Regions from separate parts of the Macaca mulatta genome. Here region 1 is linked to region 2. Evidence: chromatin contacts called from public Hi-C data. All regions are on one chromosome and are shown on one strand. The core of a region is the stretch at or near the end of the contact, and the rest is flanking DNA. Distances in the headings are between cores, read along the strand shown. Region 1 holds the start of YIPF1 (Yip1 domain family member 1). Region 2 holds the start of LRRC42 (leucine rich repeat containing 42).

What was found. Hi-C and Micro-C count contacts between places; a contact is called where the count stands out from the background.
Region 1: a Hi-C map of fetal cortical plate shows a contact between it and region 2, with 1.9 times the contacts expected there. The contact joins the promoter of YIPF1 here to the promoter of LRRC42 in region 2. A contact is called at or near these places in 2 of 14 Hi-C or Micro-C datasets (CD4 T cells and fetal cortical plate).

Annotation. Positions count from the first base shown.
Region 1 is chr1:186,723,210-186,730,512 of T2T-MMU8v2.0, reverse strand. YIPF1 (Yip1 domain family member 1) reads right to left here and starts at 4,769. Exons shown (of 11, transcript XR_013401805.1): 1 at 4,680-4,769; 2 at 3,871-3,942.
Region 2 is chr1:186,664,882-186,672,458 of T2T-MMU8v2.0, reverse strand. LRRC42 (leucine rich repeat containing 42) reads left to right here and starts at 5,549. Exons shown (of 8, transcript XM_001113152.5): 1 at 5,549-6,036. It also overlaps a transcript of IFT25 not described here.

The DNA.
Region 1 (7,303 bases), core at 3,520-6,019, 59 kb before region 2:
AATACTCAGTAGCTCCATGACCTTGAGCAAATTACTCTATGGCTCTGAGTCTCTACTTCTTCAATTATAAAACATAGATAATACCTACCCCACAAAGAGATTTTGAGGATGATGAAATAGTAACTATCATTACAGGTACCCCTTATTGATTGTACAGGGCAATGACATTTAAAAAGACAGTCACAACTTTGCTGGAGGGAATTAGACCAATGAGGATATACTTAAGTCTCACAATCAAAAAGCAGTAGTTAAAATAACCAGAAAAGTATAACTGAAGCTGGGCATGGTGGCGCACACCTGTAGTCCCAGCTACTTGGGAGGCTGAGGCAGGAGAATCGCTTGAACCTAGGAAACCGAGGTTGCAGTGAGCCGAGATCACGCCACTGCACTCCAGCCTGGCAACAGAGTGAGACTCTGCCGAAAGAAAGAAAGAGAGAGAGAAGGAGAGAGAGAGAAAGAAAGAAAGAAAAACAGAAAAGTATAGCTGGGCTAGATGCAGTGGCTCATGCCTATAATCCCAGCACTTTGGGAGGCTGAGGCGAGCAGATCACTTGAGGTCAGGAGTTCGAGATCAGCCTGGCCAACATGGTAAAACCCCATCTCTACTAAAAACATAAAAATTAGCCAGGCATGGTGGTGGGCACCTGTAATCCCAGCTACTCAGGAGGTTGAGGCATGAGAATCACTTAAACTGGGAGGTGAAGGATGCAATGAGCCAAGATCGTGTCACTGCACTCCAGCCTGGGTGACAGAGCAAGACTCGGTCTCAAAAAAAAAAAAAAAAAAAAAAAAGAAGAAGAAGAGTATAATTGGATTGTTCGTAATACAAAGGATAAATGCTTGAAGTGATGGACACCCTGTTTACCCTGATGTGATTACTACACATTACATGCCTGTATCAAAATACATGAGTGCACCCTGTAAGTATATACACCTACTACGTACCCACGAAAATTAAAAAATTTTTCAAAAGCAGTAGTTTACCAGGGGAAAGGAATGCCAAAAGGAGGAACAGACAGTACCACTTTACAAATATAAAGGGTAAAAAGGCTCCAAGGAGGACAGTAACTCCTCTAGTTGTTGGGATCAGGAAAGGTTTCTTGGAGACGATACCGGATGAGAAGGATGGCCAGAGGCGCTGGGGATGGCATCCCATGCAAAGGGAAGGGCATGAGCAAGACCCAGAAGATGGAAAGTGTGCCCCACGATGGAGGGACAGTGACGGCATAGTTTGACTGGAGTGTGGGTTGCGTGCACCCCTAACGTGACAACTCTTCACAGTCCACTCTGTGTTGGTTATTCTTGTCCATCTCAGCTCCTTGAGCATAAAACTGGTATGTGTCTTATTTCTGCCACCAACATTCTCTGCTTTTACATCCTGGCATATCCTAAGCTAGTTTTGGCCTCTGCTCCTTTCCTGAAACAATGTCTCTCACCTGAAGGCTTCTGACCTCCACTTTTTCATCCAACACTACCGTTCCCCACCAGAGAAGCCTTCCATGACCCACCCCTCCCACCCCACCCCCAGCATCCCGTGTGCTTTTCTAAAGACCCAAGTCCGTAACACAGTTGATAAAGCCCTAGGTGATTTGTCACCTGCCTCCTCCTAAGCATCACCTTGTGTCAGCTTCCCCCACCATCCGTGATCTGAACACAGGCGTTCTCCCAATCCTTCAGGAAAAAAATTAAACTTCCTCACTCCACAGGGACTTTTGCAAGGGCCAATGGCTATGCTTGAACTTTCTTGCACTGCACTCCTGACAGGATGGCTGAGGAGGGCCTCTCTAATGAGAAGAGATTCGAACAGAGCAAGGGAGCAAGTCATAAGGCTATCTGAAGGGAGAATGTCCCACACAGAAAGATGGCACAAATGTCCCAAGCTGTGAATGTACTTGGTGCATAGGAAGAACTACGACAGCCCATGCGGTTTGGGCAGAGAGAGAAAGGATGAGAGCAGTAGGAGATGAAATAAGAGGCATGGAGGCTGCATCCTGTAGGGGCCTCCTAAGCCACAGTAAAGGCTCTGGCTTTTTCGGGTTTTGTTTGTTTGTTTGTTTGTGTTTGAGATGGAGTCTCGCTCTGTCACCCAGGCTGGAGCGCAGTGGTGCAATCTCGGTTCACTGCAACCTCTGGGTTTGGGCAATTCTCCTGCCTCCGCCTCCAGAGTAGTTGGGACTACAGGTGTGCACCACCAAGCCCAGCTAATTTCTGTATTTTTAGTAAAGACAGGGTTTCACCATGTTGGCCAGGCTGGTCTTGAACTCCTGACCTCAGGTGATCTGCCCTCCTCAGCCTTCCAAAGTGCTGGGATTACAGGTGTGAGCCACTGCACACTGCCTGGCTTTTTCTTCTAGTGAGATGGGAGCTACTGGAAGGTTCTGAAAGAATGACATGATCTGGTTGAGTTTTAGAAGGACTACTCTGGCTGCAAAGTACAGACTGTAGAGGGGTAAGGGAGGAAGCAGAAAGACCAGAAGGAAGGTAAGGGCTATAATTCAGACAAAAGGTGACAGTGACCTTCAGCATGGTGAGAGTAGTGGTGGAGGTGGTCAGATGCTAGATTAATTTTGAAGACAGAGTTGACAGTATTTTCAAATTGAGGTGGATTTCTAGTACTTGCAAATGAAATAGATTTATTTTGAAACCATGTATCTCTTCCTTAGATAACAGAGACAGCATAAGCTGTGACACCAGACTGGATGGGTTCAAATCCTGATTTTATCCCTTACTAACTGTGTGACTATTAGGCAAATTATTTTTCTGTGCCTCAGTCTCCTCATTAATAAAACGGGAATAAAGTAACTATTTCATAAAGTTGATATAAGGATTGAGTTATCTGTAAAGCATTTAGAACAGTGCCTGACATATAGTAAGTGTTAGGTAAGGTGTTAATAAAACAAGTAAGTGGGCCAGGTGTGGTGGCTCACGCCTGTAATCCCAGCACTTTGGGAGGCCAAGGCAGGTGGATCACAAAGTCAGGAGTTCGAGACCAGCCTGGGCAATATGGTGAAGCCCTGTCTCTACTAAAAATACAAAAATTAGCCGGGTGTGGTGGCGGGCACCTGTAGTCCCAGCTACTCAGAAGGCTGAGGCAGAAGAATCATTTGAACCCGGGAGGCAGAGGTTGCAGGGAGCCGAGATCACGCCACTGCACTCCAACCTGGGTGACAGAGCGAGACTCCGTCAAAACAAACAAACAAACAGAGTGTTCATCAATACCCAGCCTAAGTCAGGCTCTGGGTTATGAGTTCTAATATCTCCTTGAACTTTTCCTCTAGCACTTTCATAGTTTGTAGGTATATATTTAAATGATCATTTAATAAATAAATGTCCCCCTCACTAGACTGAGAGCTTCACAAAGAAGGAAACTGACTACTTTGTTCACTCTTCTATCTCTGATAACTAGAACAATTGCCCGATTCCTGGTCACAATCAGGAGATATTTACTGATTCAATGAGGGAATGATCTGATCACATTTCATCCTAATGATCTTTTTACATTTTTATCTACTCCACCAGTGGATAAACTTCTTCATCTTTTTATCTCCAGTATCTAGTACGGTTCTAAGCACAAAGTAAGTGCTCAATAAATGTTTTCTGAACTAAAGCAGGAACTGTATAAACATTTTCTGTAATCACTGTACTAAATTTATGATACTTGTTACCAATCTGAAGGATTATCTGGCAAAAAAACAAAAACAGCTGGTGTGGACAAACGGAAAATACCTGGATGTGGCCAACAGCCCCAAAGATGTTTGAAATAATATCCTTCAATGTGTGAGGCAGTATAGCAATGAAAGTACTTGCTGTAACTGTGGAAATAGTAATCATGAATGTAAAGGTGGGCACCCAACTGATATACCTTCAAATTGCAAGTCATCTACTGCTGCCATTCGGCCAGTGAATCTTCTCCCAGTTGTGAGGAAGAAAATTTGCAGGGGTCTAAAAGAAAAAAAAAAACAGGTAAACGTAATAGGATAACAGTATAAAGTATCTGCAAACAAATCTTATTTCAGTATTAGAAATGTTATCACTTTACCTTGCCTCCCTTTTCAGTGGGGTTTAATAGGTTTATATAAAGATAACCACTAAGCGTCAGGTATTATTAAATATTAAAATTGTTACAAAGAAACTAACCCCGGGGGTCCAAAGGTTCCAATTCAACCTTATTTGGTTGTGTATGTACCAGGAATGAATCTCAACTCACTGTGTAAATGTTTAGAGACCAGGTGCAGCCTAGAGATGTAACGATGAGAAAGGATGAGGCTGAGGTTTGAAAGAGATGATGGGGACAGTGAAGAACAAAGGCAGTTCAGCCTAGCCAGTGGTTAAGGGCACAGGCTCTGGGGTCAGACAGAGCTGGGTTTGATTCCCGATTCTGCTGCTTCTCTGCTGTGTGCGCGCTCCCCGCGGCCTCAGTTTCCTCATCTGTAAAATGGGTGCATAATGGTACCTAGTCACACAGTGCGGGGGTCATTAAATGGGACAGTGCGTGTAAGGTGCCTAGCGCGGAGTCAGGCAATTAGTAGGCAATGGGGTGTCGGGGACCCTGCAGCCCGGGACACCGCGAAGCAGAGGCAGTGTTTCAGGGAGAGAAGCTGGGCTACGGCGGCCCCGGCGAGCAGGAGATCCTGAGCCCCCTTAGCCCCGTACTGGTCCCGCAAACCCGGCCGCCTCACCTCGCGGGGCTAGGCGTCCCCCGGGTCCCGGGAAACCTCGGGGCTCAGTTGCTCCGCGCCGGTTTCGGTCCAGCCCAGTTGCCGGAAGCCGGAGATCCGGGGGGTGGAACTTCCCCGCCTCCTCCGGGAAGAGCCCCGCCTCCTTAAAGAGGCAGCAGCTCCCAGAGACACCTGCGTGCTGCGGCGCTCAGAGCCCGCTCCCTCTCTCCCTTCTCCCGAGGGTGAGTCTCGAGTTCTTAAAGAGACAGGCGAGGGCGGAGTGGTGGGGTCGCTGAGTGTGACTACTTTGGCTGGCCTTGCTCCAGGGAACGCAGAAAATTCTCGAGTTTAGGGTTTTCTTACTGTGTGTTTATACCTCTTTTGCTATGGAAATATAAAATCGGGTAATGGAAGACGACTGTGAAAGAAAAAAAATAAGTCACCTGCGTTACCAGTCCCTCAGTTTCTTTTGGCCATAAAAATTTCACCAGTGAGAAGTTGCATGAGTCAATTACATTCTGAATGAGTGATCGAAAGCGTGATGTCTGTTCATATGAACACCCCAAGTAAGCGAGCAATCGGAAAGACTTTACGTCTTTTTTTTGTTTGTTTGTTTGTTTGTTTGAGACCGAGTCTGGCTCTGTGGCTCAGGCTGGAGTGCAGTGGCCGGATCTCAGCTCACTGCAAGCTCCAGCTCCCGGGTTCACGCCATTCTCCTGCCTCAGCCTCCCGAGTAGCTGGGACTACAGGCGCCTGCCACCACGCCCGGCTAATTTTTTGTATTTTTAGTAGAGATGGGGTTTCACCTTGTTAGCCAGGATGGTCTCGATCTCCTGACCTCATGATCCGCCCGTCTCGGCCTCCCAAAGTGCTGGGATTACAGGCTTGAGCCACCGCGCCCGGCCTGACTTTACGTCTAATAGTAGCCATATATAGTGTATTTTTTTTCCTCAAGATTATCATGATCAGGCTTTGTACATGCAGGATCTCTAATTATCAGAATAATCCTGCTATCTTAGGGTGATCCTCATTTTACAAAGAGAAAGCTGAGGTTTAGAGCATGCGCAGGGCACTTTTGGTTGAATATGTACCAGGAATGAATCTCAGTTCATGAATTCAGCTGTGCTAGTATATCAGCCACCTCTTATGTCCCATTTCAGATCATCTTGGCCTGGCCTGCTGCTTATTTCACCGCCACTCATCTTATTCCAGCGTCAGCAGATATAACCTGACTGAGTTTTGCCTCCAGTCTATGCCTCAGGCTTCTCACCTTCTGCTTCAAGGCTTGTTTCTTGATGCTATGAGGTCATGGGACCTTGCTGGAACTACTCAGCACCCAGACAGGTGCATCCCAGAAGTGTAGAGGTAGAGAGTTGTTAATCTCTCACGAGGCAAATCTCTGACCAATGGGGTCAACAATTGATGAATATATGCTTTTCCTGTTTTTCCCCTCAGGCGCCTTTTCATATAGCTTTCAAACTACCTAGCAGGATTAAGCAACCAAATGCCTTTGGAAGTGACGCATTTGATAATGCATATTCACAATAGGTCTCCTTCCTTCCCTGATTTATAATCCCTGTCCTTCACTCCTGGTCCTTGGATTCATACTTGCCAATAAACTACTCATATGAGGAACCAATATGAAGGCATGTTGGTACCAAAAGTGGCCCCAGAAAATAAAACCTTAGGTTGGCATTTTGCAACTGAACGGCTCACCAGTCACATGGCAACAACAAATATATTGCTGGTGTTAAGGGCAGAGGGAAGGAGGGTGGTGGTGGTGGTATGATAACACTTAGAATAGAATGGCATCACAATTACTAAGGTGTCTGTCTACAGTTGATTGGGATAAGGTGCAAGTAGAAGATAAGGTGCTAAGTTAGCTAGTGGCTGTGGCACTGGAACATTAAGAGGACAATGGTAATTATAAGGACTATGGAATTAACTGGGTTTTCTTAACTCCATTGGAAACTTTGAAAATAAAATGGCAGAGTTAGAACAGCCAACTGTCAACTTGAGGCACTTTGTGAAAGCTAGAGAGCCTCTATGGAAGTTTTGAAGATTCTTATTCTTCTATAGCCTTGAGAAAGACTGGACTGAAAATCAGGCCCAAGATCTAATTGTAAGGGTGGCAAAGTTTCAACGAAGACTGAATGCACAGCCTCTGTAGGTCTCCTCCATCAAAGCTGGGGCATTGTCAGAAAATGAATGGGAACCTGAGAACTGGGATGAGGATATTTGGGTGGGAAAGCCTAAGACTTGACCATCCCTCGTTTCCAGTTTCTCTTGAATCTTTCAAGAGAAAGGTGGTGGTGGCAGAAGTAGTCCCTTCCCCCTTGTTAGAGGAAAGCAAAGTCCTCTTGCTTAGAGATCCTGTGATGATTACCTGCACAACATTGCTTTGGACTAAGGGACCAATTTAATTGTAAAGAACATGCAATAGTGACACAAAACCATGGGTCTTACCCACTGGTCTTACCATGTGACTCAGTCATCCAACAGTAGGTGGCCTAATAGGATGGTGGAATGGCTTGTTAAAGGCACAGTTAGGGCTCCAGGTTGGGGAAAACACTCAGGAGATTGAGGCATTGTCTTCCAGCACGGAGTACATACACTAAACCAATGGTTTATCAATTATTTATAAT
Region 2 (7,577 bases), core at 4,300-6,799:
TACCCTAGCCAAACAAAAAAACAAAAACACAGAGGTACAGGAAGAAGGTCAACAGAGGAGAACAACATGGAATACCATAAAAATACTCAATTAGGCCGGGTGCGGTGGCTCATGCCTGTAATCCCAGCACTTTGGGAGGCCAAAAAATTTTTTTTTTTTTCTGTAGAGATGGGGTCTTGCTATGCTGCACAGGCTAGTCTTTGTTTTGAGACGGAGTCTCACTCTTGTTGCCCAAGCTGGAGTGCAATGGCACGATCTTGGCTCAATGCAACCTCTGCCTCCCGGTTTCAAGCGATTCTCCTGCCTCAGCTCCTGAGTAGCTGGGATTACAGGCACCCGCCACCACGCCAGGTTAATTTTTGTATTTTTAGTAGAGACGGGGTTTCACCATGTCGGCCTGACTGGTCTCAAACTCCTGACCTCGTAATCCGCCCACCTCAGCCTCCCAAAGTGCTGGGATTACAGGCGTGAGCCAGCACACCCAGCTTGCTCAGGTTAGTCTTAAAACTCCTGGCCTCAAGTGATCCTCCTGCCTCAGCGTTTCAAAGTGCTGGTATTAAAGGCATGCGCCACTGTGCCCGGCCAGTATCAGTATTTTATAAAAATGCATTTATTCTTAGTTTTTATTTATTAGAATACAGTTCACTTTCTATTATATTTTAAAAATTAGTATCGATAGTATTAAAAGTGTGGTAACATTGGTAAGAAAACACATATATTTTAATTTTTTGTGCCTCTTTTCTCTATCAATCTTACCACAGCTTTTGACACTATTGATACCAGAAAAACAGTCAGTGTGGGATGAATTGTCAAGCCTTAGTTTTAAGAGGAGAAAGATGATGAATTCTGTAAATACAGATTGATAAACTTGAATGCTAATTCTCAACAAAACCCTAAAATTATTAAAATTCATTATTAAAATGGTAGCCTTGAAAATGTAACCAAGGAAGTACTAAAATTGGAAGTAGCAGTAACATTAGTTTACAAGCTAAACCAAACCTATACATTTCTGTTTGTCTGATGGAATTCCTACCCATTTGGAACATGTTCTAAACATTTCGACAAAGCTTCAGACAAAGCTTCTCAAGATACCCTGTGAACCCGACAGAGAAATATGAATTGGGTGACAGCCAGTACTCTAGGTAGATATTTCTAACTCTGAGTGGCTATACTCAAAGAATGATGATTAATGGAAGAAAATGAACTTGTGGAGAACTTCTATCCTTATCCTACTCAACATTTTTATTAATTAAGGATGCACAAAGTATGCTCATCAATTTTGCAGACACAAAGCTTGGGATGTCAGCTGATACGCTAGGTGACAGAATTAGCATTCAAAAAGAAATGAGTAAGCTAGAAAGATGGCTTGCAATGAGTAAGTCATCTAATAAGGATAAAAGTAAAAACCTTTACTCAGTTTTGGAAAAAATCAATCATACAAGGGTTAGTCTAAATCAGGGGTTAGCAAACTACTGCCTGTGAGCCAAATCTAGCCTGCCATTTGTTTTTGTACTGCCCACAAGCTAAAAATGTGTTTAACATTTTAAAATATTTTTTAAAATCAAAATATACTGTGACACACAAAAATTACATGAAACTCATATTTTAATGTCCATGAATTATATTGGAAAGTGGCTATGCTCATTCGCTTATATATTGCCTATGGCTGATTATATGTTACAGTGACATAGCTGAGTCACTGAAACAGACTACAAGGCCCATAAAACCTGAAATATTTACTATTTGGCCCTTTACAAAAAAGTGTGCCAACCTCTGATCTGATACATATAGGTTTGGTTGATCACAAAGTCAATATAAGGCAACAGTGTACTCTATCTGCCCCTAAAGGTAATGGAATGCTATCTTAGAGTTTAAGGAAGTACCACATTCCATCAACATTTTTGAACACCAGTTGAACTAAGGGCCAAGCACTGTGCTAGTATTGCAAAGACGAATATAACAACCTAGGGACTAAGACTTGGTTCTTGCCTTCAAGTTTCAGAGTCAAGGAAGATGAATAAGCATGAAGCTAATAGTATAATATACTACGTACTAACATCGTGTGACGCACATCCAGAACACTGTGTTCAGTTCTGGGTAGTATGTTTTAAGTAGGACATCGTCAGGCGCAATATTGTTCAGAGGAGAGTAAAAAGTTCATGATGATCTATAAACCATATTACATAGAGGAAGGTGAAAAATAGAAATATGACTACCATTTTTATTCTCAGTGGTGCTCACAAATGGAAAAAGGATTTTTTACACCTCCAGGGGTGTGAACTGAACTCAACAAATACACATTTTGAGCAGGAACTTTGGAGAGACAAGGACTTTCGTGCAAAGTAAAGATTTTAAATTTCTTTCATCCCTGGAAACATCCAAGAAAAGTCAGTAAAAGATCATAATCTATGGAAGAAGCCAAAGAAATCTATGGAGGAAGCCAAAGACAGGATTCCTGCATTGGTAGTTCTCTTGGACTGAGTCAAATTCTAGGAAAGGTAGATTGGGAAAAGATAATGAAAGATCTGAAAAGCCAAGTTAACGGCAATGAAGTTTATCTTGTACTCCGTACTCCAGTGGTTCTCAACTGGACTGGGGGTAGATTTTGGCCTCCAACGGACACTTCACAACATGTGAAGTTTTAGCTGTCACAACTTGGGAGGGAAAATGCTGCTAAATATACCATCATATAGAGGACAGCACATCCACAAGTAATTATTGGACCCATGTATAAATAGTGTAAAGCTGGGGAAACTATGCAGTAATCTATTTGGGGGTGGAAATGTGAGGGTTGGAGCTATAGGGAGATAACTTTTTTTTTTTTGAGATAAGGTCTGGCTCTATGGCCCAGGCTGGAGTGCAACCATGTGATCTCGGCTCAATGCAACCTCTGCCTCCCAGGCTCAAGCGATCCTCCCACCTCAGCCTTCCTAGTAGCTGGGACTACAGGCACGCACCACCAAGCCTGGCTCATTTTTTTGTTTTGTTGGGACAGGGTTTTGCCATGTTGCCCAGGCTGGTCTCTAACTCATGAGCTCAAGCGATCCGCCCACCTTGGCCACCCAAAGTGCTGGGATTTCAGGAGCGAGTCACTGTGTCCGGTCAAGAACTTGTTTTTTAAAAAAGAGATGGCCGGGCGCGGTGGCTCAAGCCTGTAATCCCAGCACTTTGGGAGGCCGAGACGGGCGGATCACGAGGTCAGGAGATCGAGACCATCCTGGCTAACACGGTGAAACCCCGTCTCTACTAAAAAATACAAAAAACTAGCCGGGCGAGGTGGCGGGCGCCTGTAGTCCCAACTACTCGGGAGGCTGAGGCAGGAGAATGGTGTGAACCCGGGAGGCGGAGCTTGCAGTGAGCTGAGATCCGGCCACTGCACTCCAGCCTGGGCGGCAGAGCCAGACTCCGTCTCAAAAAAAAAAAAAAAAATAAAAAAAATAAAAATAAAAAAGAGTTACACTTCAGGGTTGATATGGAGATGAATAGGAAAGAATGTACTTCCCAAGTGTTCAGTTCTTTTCTTACCTCACATTCTTAAGTTTTCTGAGAAGCAAACACATGCTTTAATGCAAAACTCATTTCACACCTTCTATATTCAACATTATCCTCCCTATTTCCTGTTTTGGGTAGAATTACTTAAGTAGAAATGGCAGAGACTGGGTTTTCTTTATCTTTTGTTGCAGTTAATGACAAGAGACAACCAACCTTAGAGAAATACATACAATGACGCCAGTGACTCACGCCTGTAATCCTGACACTTTGAGAGGCCGAGATGGGCGGACAGCTTGAGCTCACAAGTTCAAGACCAGCCTGGGCAACATGGTGAAACCTCGAAATCCCCTCTACTAAAACTACAAAAATTAGCCGGACCTGTTGGCAGGCGCCTGTAATCCCAGCATTTGGGAGGCCCAGGCAGGCGGATCACTTGAGGCCAGCAGTTCAAGACGAGCCTGACCAACATGGTGAAACCTCGTCCCTACTAAAAATATAAAAATTAGCCGGGTGTGGTGGCGGGCGCCGGTAATCCCAGCTAATCCAGAGGTTGAGGCAGGAGACTCGCCTGAACCCAAGAGGCGGAGGCTCAGTGAGGTGAGATCGCGCCACTGCACTCCAGCATGGGCTACAGAGCGATGATGTCTCCAAAAAACAAAACAAAAGTGCAGGTTTGGGAGGTAGTCTAATCCCCCACCCCTTCAGAACAAGGTAATTTCCTCAGGGCCGCAGTTTACCAAAGGTGGTACACTCTGGGGTGCTATCCTTTCCATTTTTTACAATCCCTGACCCTGGAATTCCCTGATGCTTTATCCTGTCTTTCAAATTAGGGCCACTGGTTTCGTCCCCAGTTCACCCCTTCATCGCTAGCTCACATGCCCTTTGTGGTCCTTCTTTCTCCAAACCTCTTCAGGTCAAGTCCTTAGAGGACCTTCAACCTGACCAGCCCCCTTGGTTCTGGTGCTACAGCTGGACTCCTCATGCTCTTTCAAGTACCATCCATTGGGAACGTGGTGTACTTTAGAAAACGCGGACCTGGCCTACGGCTTGTCTCCGCGGGGACAAGGCCACCGCTTCCAAGACAAACCAGCCCTGGCACCACCTTCTCACCTCCATCCCAAACCCTCCTCCTCAGTCCCAGGCCCTGTGGAGACAGACTTCCGAGGGCCCTAGAGCCTCAGACTTGTGGAGGCCTCGCCCCAAAGTATGTAAAGAATATAATAAATGCCCCCGACCTTAAGTACAATTCATAGCTAGATGGCTTACGTTGCGGCTGACAGCTTACATTTTGGTAGGCTAATTAATTTCGATTTACAATTGGTTTTCCCTTTTGGTGGTCAAGACGCTATTTCTGGCCTCAAAGAGCTTCGAGGCCTGGCACTGGCGCCTCCAGGGTCTAGAGGAGAAGGCGGGTCCGCGTCAGACCTCCCGCGACGGCCCTTCCACGCCTCCCGTTGCTCGTCTTTTCACCACCCTCCACTGTTGCTCCCTTCCCACCAGCATCCCCTTCCTTCTGCCTTGCCCGGCCAGGCCCCCACACCCCCTGGTACCAGCCTGCCCACCCCGCGGCCCGCTCGCCTGGGACTCCCCTTAGTTCTGGGCGCCGTACCTTCCTGGCTCGAAACCTCCCTTTCGCCCCGCCCCACGCAGAGCGCCCCAACCCACAGCCCCGCCTCCTCGCCGCAGCCTCAGCGGAGTTCGGGACTGCGCGCGCTCCAACTCCGAAATCTTCGCGCCACGCCTCCCACAAGCCCCGTCTCACCCTCAGCCCCGCCCCCTCGCCGCGACCACAGCGGAGTTCCCGGGCGCGCGCTCCTACCCCGAGCTCTTCGCGCCACGACTCCGACAGGCCCGCCCTGCCCTCAGCCGCGCCCCCCGCGCCGCCGCGGCCTCCGCAGAGTTCCCGGGCGCGCTCGCTCCTACCCCGAGCTCTTCGCGCCACGCCTCCCACAGGCCCCACCCCGCCTCAGCCCCGCCCCCTCGCCGCGGCCTCGGCCCCTCCTACCCCTAGCTCTTCGCGCCACGCCTCCCACAGGCCCCGCCCGCCCTTGACCCCGCCTTCTCCAGCTCCCATTACTTCGCGGGCCAAGATGCGCAACCACTCCCGAGCGCCTTTCCCAGGGCAGTCCCAGGACTTGCGCTGCCTACCCTCCCCCAGCTCAGCTGTATCCCTGGGGCCCGCAGGACCCAGGGGATCCGCCCTCCCGCGAGCACGCACGCGCAGGGCCCACCTCTGCTAGTTCCAAACCCTCGGCCCTCGGGTCGCCTGCCTGGGGCCCGGCCCCGCCTCTAGACCCGGCCCCGCCTTCGTGCCGGGGCCCGCGCACGCGCGCCTCCCCGGCCCAGCCTTTCCCCCGTCCCCGCCGGTCCCGCGGTCCCACAGCGCCTGGTTGCCCCCAGCCCTCTCCCTCCTCCCACCCTCGCTGTGTCCCACCCTCCCTAGCTTTGTGCCCGGGGTGCTGAGCCGTTCCCCGTCAGCCGCGCCGCGGGAGGAGGGAGCCGCCACAGAGGAGCTGCCGCTCGCTGCCCCGGGCAGGGGCACAGGTAGGTGGCGGCCGCGGGCCGGGCCGCTCGCGGGGCCCCGGGTTGCGTGTGGGAGCGGGGGCGGGGTGTTAGGGAGCGGCGGGGTGGGGGAGGGGAAGCCCGAGAGGGACGGCGGGGCGCGGGTTGAGGGGAGGATGAGGTATATGGGTGTGGACGATGGATTTAAGGGTGGCGTAGGGGTGCGGGGGCAGGCTATGGGGACGTGTGAGAATTGGGGTTCGGGGCCGGGGTGGGATAGGGAGCAGGATTAGCCTGGGTGGACTCGGGGAGAGGCACGCGTGGGGAGAGAGCGGGAAGAAGGAATGGGGAAAGGAAATGGGATTTTAGGGGTTCAAGGAGGAAAAGAGCTAGGATAGGAATAGAGAGGGTGGGGTCTTGGGGACAGGGAAGAAAAGTTGGGGGTGTGGAATGCCAAGTTAGGGATAGGCGTGAAGGAAGAAGGTCTTGAAGATTGAGAACAGAAGGCAAGGAAAGGGTTGGAGAGATTGGGGGCCTAGGAGAGGGAAGCCCCTAGAGTGGGAAGACGGGAAGAATAGATGGTGGAGGGAAGGAGTGGGGGTGGAGGAGTTGGGGAAAGAAAGGGAGGCAGGTGGAGGTTGGGAGATTGGAGGTTGGAAGGGTTGGGTCTGTGGAACAAGCAAGCCACCTTTCAGCAGGAGCACGGAAGGGCTGGAAGGGTCTGAGGCTTGAGGCGGGCAGGGGAGCTGAGGTGAGCGAAGGGAGTGGGGTTAGGATTTTTGGTGTGAGAAGCGCTAGAGTTGTTAAGAGTCACATTGTGGGAGAGATTGGCATGTTCTTGGGGGGCAGTAGGGAGCCTGAGAGAGGAAAAGGTATGGATGAGAAGGCAGTAAAGTGCATATTATAGGAAAAAAGTAGTGAGGAAAGTTGAAAATTGAAGAATGGGGACACACAGAACAATGAAGGTGGATTGTTGGTTATTGCTGGTTTAGAACTACCCACAGTTTAGTTTCTGTTCAGGTTTTTATTTAGAAATTTTCCCAAGAATACTGCATTTTCAGATAAACTAAGTGTGGGCAGCCTTGGGATGAAGGCCATGGGCTGGCAGATGTTCTCCTGGTATATAGATGTAGCTCATTTTGGGCCTGGCAGAGGGAAGAAGGGAGGCCTCGTTGTAACTGTCTTGGCTCTGTTCCCACCAGCTCTTTCCCTAGATGTGCACCGGTTTTCGTTTTTTTTTTTTTTCAATCTTATCCCTTCCCCCTCCCCTCAGGCTTCAACCAGTGAATACTAGAGGGATCAAACAGGTGGGTGAGATTAATTTTTCACATTTTTTTTTTTCTATCCTTAAGGCTGATGTCATATTTTTAGTCTTGAGAAACAGCATCATGCCAAGGAAAGAGCTTGAGCTTTGCAGTAATGCGACCCTGAGATTGAATTCTGGCTCTGCCACTTACTAGCTCTGTTCTAGAGTAAGTTATTTTACTTCCGTGGGTCTCTTTGTCTATTAAAAGGCAATACTGACCTCATAGGTTCATTAGAGATTACATGAGATCACTTTATATAGTACCTAACAGTGCTTG